2 separate regions of the Neogale vison genome follow, and region 2 is linked to region 1. A link is a contact called in public Hi-C data. All regions are on one chromosome and are shown on one strand. Each heading gives the region's core, a stretch centred on a gene start, on an enhancer-like site or on the middle of the called end of the contact. The rest is flanking DNA. Distances are from core to core; before and after follow the strand shown. Region 1 has its middle 33 kb from the start of SPARC. Region 2 holds the start of SLC36A1 (proton-coupled amino acid transporter 1).

Region 1 (2,700 bases), core at 71-2,570:
TTTCTGTCTGTGATGAAAGTGTGGTAGGGACACCTTGCTGAACATGGAACCCGATGAGGGACGTGATTCCAGGACCCTGTAATCACGACCTGAGCTGAAGACAGACACTTAACAGACTGAGCCACCCGGGGTGTCCCTCTGGAGAAATGTTGTAATATAATACATAAAGATATTTGTGTGTGCATATATATGTATACATACTTTAATTAATTAATTAATTAATTATAAACATATAATATATCTTTATCCCCAGGGGTACAGGTCTGTGAATCGCCAGGTTTACACAATTCACAGCACTCACCATAGCACATACCCTCCCCAATGTCCATAACTACACCCCCCTTCTCCCAACCCCCTCCCCCCAGCAACCCTTAGTTTGTTTTGTGAGATTAAGAGTCACTTATGGTTTGTCTCCCTCCCAATTCCATCTTGTTTCATTTATTCTTCTCCTACCCCCTTAACCCCCCATGTTGCATCTCCACTTCCTCATATCAGGGGGATCATATGATAGTTTTTTGACTTATTTTGCTAAGCATGATATCCTCTAGTTCCATCCACGTCGTTGCAAATGGCAAGATTTCATTTCTTTTGATAACTGCATAGTATTCCATTGTGTATATATACCACATCTTCTTTATCCATTCATCTGTATACATACTTCTAAAAATTTTTTATTTAAGCAATCTCTACACCCATTGTGGGGCTTGAACTCATGACCTTGAGATCCAGAGTCCCATGCTCTCCTGACTGAGCCAGCCAGGTGCTGTAATTAAATATACATTTAATAAAATAATATGTATAATTTAATAAATATACATTTAATAAAATATACATTTTATTACACAGATTGGATTATATTATACATTTTATTATGTGCTTTGTTTGTACTTTAAAGTATCACTAGTAATCTTTCCACAGCAATGATGTATATTTGCCTCTCTCCTTCTGGAGCCTGCATCCCATTCCACGATACAAATGTCCCACAGTTAAATGGCCCTTCTCTGCCCGTCTCCCTCCAGCCCAAGGAGTGTAGAAATCACATGAGGTTGCCCCAGTTCCAGTTCCAGTTCCCGAGTCACTGTGGGAATCTTGTAAGTCTTTCCCTGCCTGCCCATCAATTTTCCCACCTGGTTTAGCAACTTCTGCCTTCCCTCCCGGGGGCTCCTATGAGGGTCTCTTGAGATAACATCTTATGAAGGCCTTTGCCAAAAGCATGCCTTTTTCTGCCCCTGGAAGGAATTATTTTCACTTGTTCTGAAGAAGAGTCTCTGCATGTACTTGTAACTCCTGCCAAGAAATCTGAGAGGCCCTGAATTCCTCAGCGCCTGGATCCCAGAATCACTTAATCTGCTGGCTGCTCCCTTCCAAGGGGCACTGAAATGAGGGAGTTACATGTTGCTTAAAGGCTTAGAGGGTGTCAGCTTGAAGAGAGGTAAGAGTGAGGGAGCGTCTGCTGCCACTTGGCTCGAACTTGCAGATGAAAAGTTTTGGGAGAAGCGAATGCCTACAGGGATTAGGGCAGACACATTGGAAGAGTCAGAGTTCCCCTCTGCTTCTCAAAGATGACAGAGGATTGTCATCATCAAAGCCCTCTGAGGAAGACTTGGACTCTTTCCGTCCAGAACCACTTAGCATAGGGGACTGTGAGCACTGGAAGTTTTGTGGGGGTTGGGGCAGACTGTCAAGGCTGCTTTACCTTACGCAACTCCAGGGGGCTCTGATTACATTGATGGTGCTGTGAACAGTGCCCATGAGAGGTACAAAGTGACGCTGATGACCATACTACAGCAGCCAGTATGATCTTTCTAAAATGTAAAAAAAAAAAAACAAACCAAACAACCAAACCCCAAAACAAAAAACTAATGATTTCTTGTCACACCCAAAATAAAACCCATATATCTCTCTGCATGATCAAGCCTCATTTTCCTAACTTTATGTCCTACCATCACCCTGGCTCATTAAATTGCAAACACATTGACCTTGCTGATCCTCACACTGGTCTAGGCGCCTTAGCTCCTACCTCAGGGCCTTTGCATAGGCTGCCTTTAGACCTTCCCAAAGTTGGCTGCTTCTTGTTATTGAATGCTCATCTTATTTTCAAACATGGGCCCTTTCTATTCACTCCCATCTTATATTCAAGTCCCATCCACAAGAAGCTATGCTCCTTTTGAATACACTCTTCCTTTTTCCAGCAGCTGGCAGATTAAGCTTATTCCATAGAATCAGCACAATACATGGGACCTTATAGACATTCACAGTTACTTATTGAACAAATATTGACTTGAGTCAGGGCAGTGATGACACCTTTGAAACTGTAAGGTGTTGTACTTGGATGAAAGCCATCCCAAGTAGCTGAGAGCAAAAAGAGTCAGAGGAAACTTAGTGTCTCCTAGTTTCAGAAGTTCTTGAAAATCAGAACTTTTCTTTGGGGTCAGTGCATCATTTTATTCCTCCCTGCCTGTATAGGCTTACAAATGGTGGGGCTGGCAGTAATGACCCAATCCAGCTCCTTTACTGTCATGACAGGGAAACCGAGACCTTCTCAAAGGGGAAAAAGACACAGACATTAGAAGTTGAGCTAGGACTAAGAACTATTGGGCCAGTGTACCCCGGTGTCCACTGTATAGATGAAGAACAGAGTGGGTAATGTACTTTGAGGGGCACCCTGATCTGCCCCGAGAAACCCATCACAATGCCCCC
Region 2 (2,700 bases), core at 11-2,510, 190 kb after region 1:
TAGGGTTAGAAGGCAAACAGAGCTAAAGGTACAGAATGTCAGAGCAGAAGAGGTCCTTAGAGATTCAACTCCATCACTGTATTCCAGGATGGGAGTCACCCAAGGTTGCAAAGCGAGTGTCAGAGTTAGAACAGTATCTCCCAATTCCCCAGTCTTGGTTCTTTCCGTCATGCCACGACGCTATCTCATTTCAGCAAACCTCCAATGGTTGCATCCAAATAGCCAACATTCTCCAAATGAGACAAGCAAGCTACAGAAAAACTAAAGCCGGGGCTTTACATTCTTCAGGTTAACCCCAGGGCTCTCCACAACCCCTGCTGGGAGCCACCTACCCACCCAGGAGCTTACTCCAATTCCTATTTCGTATTTCGGCACCATTTACACAAAATAGCAGGGCGTTGGAAGCAAAACCTACAGAGTGATGAGGCTGCAGAAAAAATCGTGAACACTGAAACAGGGAACCACACCCAGAATCAAGCCAATCCGGGGATGGAGAATGCAGAGCTAAAAAAAGGGAGCGCCAGAAGAGGAGAGGACGGGAGAGGGTGCCGTTCACACGTCAAGTTGTCTGCAGGAGGCGGTGTGCTGAAAAGCAAGCCGCTGCTGGAGCCTGGGGAGACTTGGATTCTAGTCGCAGGGCTGCCACTAACTCACTGCGTGACCTTAGGCAAGCCCCGAGCCTCGATTTCCCCAACTGTCCTAGAAGGGGGCTGCACCGGCGGGGGGGAGGGGGTCCCAGTTCTGGAGCTCTATGACCCGAAGACCCACCATCGCAAGTCCCCCAAGCAGGGCTCTCACAGAGGGCGCGTGACCTGCCCGAGGCGACGGGGCCCCTTTGGGAAGCGTGGAAGAAGCCCTGGCTCGTCGTCTGGCTGACCCTTCCCAGCTCGATACCTCAGTTTCCCCACCTGTCAAACGGCAAGGGGAGGTCAAGGGAGACAGTGCCGCCAGACAGTGCTCGCCTCATCCCGGGAGGGGTGCCCGAATCTTATCACCGCTGAGGATGGGAAGCCGGGGAGACTCGGACCCGCACCCCAAGTCGGTCAGTGCCTGACCCCGAGCATCCGCTGCGCCCCCGAGGAAGACGACGTGGGTCCCGCCTGAGACAGTGACTCGCCGGCAGCCCCGGCCGGTCAGCGAGAAGACTCACCGCTCGAGCTCCGGCTCCGGCTCCCGCTTCGGTGCAGCCCACCTGTCCTCGCCTCAGCTCGGAGCCCCTGCCATCCCCCTTAGCTGCCGGGGCTCGCGGCTTCCGGGCCGCGTCACGTGACGCCAGAGCCCCAGCCGGAGACCCGGGTCACGTGTCCCCGCTCGCGGTAGCTCCTCTGTGTCACGAAGCTCCGGAACCCGGCGCCGCAGCACCACCTGGCGACCAGTTGTTGTCACTGCAGGCAGGGCGGTGCTCGGGGGGCCTGGGGCCTGGGACAACGGGGCGGGGCGCTGAGCTCGGAGCGCGGCCGGCGAGTCCCTTGAGCTCTGACCCCTGAGCCCTGAGCTCCTGTCTACACACGCGGCGTTTTCCTTACCACGTCGCGGGGAGCATATGTTGCTTTTATAATACAAAAAAAGACATCTTTTTTAAAAAAATCACCTAGTCAGGTTTTTCGAAGCTTACACAAACCCATTTGTGGTTGCTCCTGGAAATGGGACTATGTGAGGTAAGGAAACATTATCTTTTCAATATATTTAAACACTTAAGTAACATTTTTAAATGGATGGCAACATTTCAGGATGTTTGAGGCGTATGTGTTATCTAGCTTTCTCTTGCCTCCTTCGCCCTGAATTCTCCCTTTAAAAATTATGTAACTAAAAAATAAATAAATAAAATAAAAATTATGTAATTATTCACACACAAAAAAGAATAAACTACTGATACGGCTACAAAATGGATAAGTCTTAAAACAATTGTACTGAGTAAAAGAAATCAGAAAACATATTCCATTTATTCCATTTCCATATTCCATTATTTCCTATTTTAGAAATAGGAGATGTTAAATAATCGTCAGTGACAGAAAACACATCAGTGGTTGCCTGGGAGTAGGTGGGGAGGTCAGGAGAGGAGAGATTATGAAAGGTCATAAGGAAACTTGCCAGGTGACAAATATTTTCACTACCTTGATAGTGGTGATGGTTTCACAAGTGAATATAAATTTAAATTATCAAATTATACACATTCAGTACGTGCAGTTTAAAAAGAAATAAAAAATTTAAAATATGTGCAATTTATTGTATGTCAGTTATACCTCCATGAAGCTGTTAAGATAGTAAGTAAAAATTATATAATACATGAGTATATTCTTAGAAATGTTAGACAATATATAAATATATAAACAGTGAAAAATTCCCTTCTTCCAAATTCACTCTCTTCTCCAAAGAATTACACAGTTACCAGCATGTATTATTCTCCATATCCTGTATTATGTATTTATAGAATTATTTGTAGAGAGAGACATACAGAGATTTGTGGTATTAAAATATAGAGTCGTGAATAGCAGTACTTACTGTTTTGCTTAAGACTTCTGCTCTTCACTGTCTATACTGTCTAAATTACTTCATACGCACACATTACTTTATATATATCCATTTAAAATCTTTATATGTCCTATAACCGATGCATATGTTTTTAAAAATATACCCGTTGGTTCATTTCACCAGGGAAAGAGAAAAGAATGCAGATTCATGCTCAGTTTAAAATAGGAA

What was found. A called contact is a pair of places that touch in the nucleus more often than the background predicts.
Region 2: a Hi-C map of fibroblasts shows a contact between it and region 1, with 6 times the contacts expected there. The contact joins the promoter of SLC36A1 here to the enhancer-like site in region 1. A contact is called at or near these places in 2 of 3 Hi-C or Micro-C datasets (fibroblasts and muscle).

The regions. Positions count from the first base shown.
Region 1 is chr1:273,983,796-273,986,495 of ASM_NN_V1, forward strand. No RefSeq gene overlaps it. Among named protein-coding and RNA genes, the nearest start is that of SPARC, 33 kb to the left of the region's middle. Within about 2 kb of position 1,321, the one cell type or tissue checked has open chromatin away from gene starts, as enhancers often do. A contact at or near this core is called in fibroblasts, where this site is marked.
Region 2 is chr1:274,175,266-274,177,965 of ASM_NN_V1, forward strand. It overlaps SLC36A1 (proton-coupled amino acid transporter 1), which reads right to left and starts at 1,261. Exons shown (of 11, transcript XM_044231101.1): 1 at 1,151-1,261.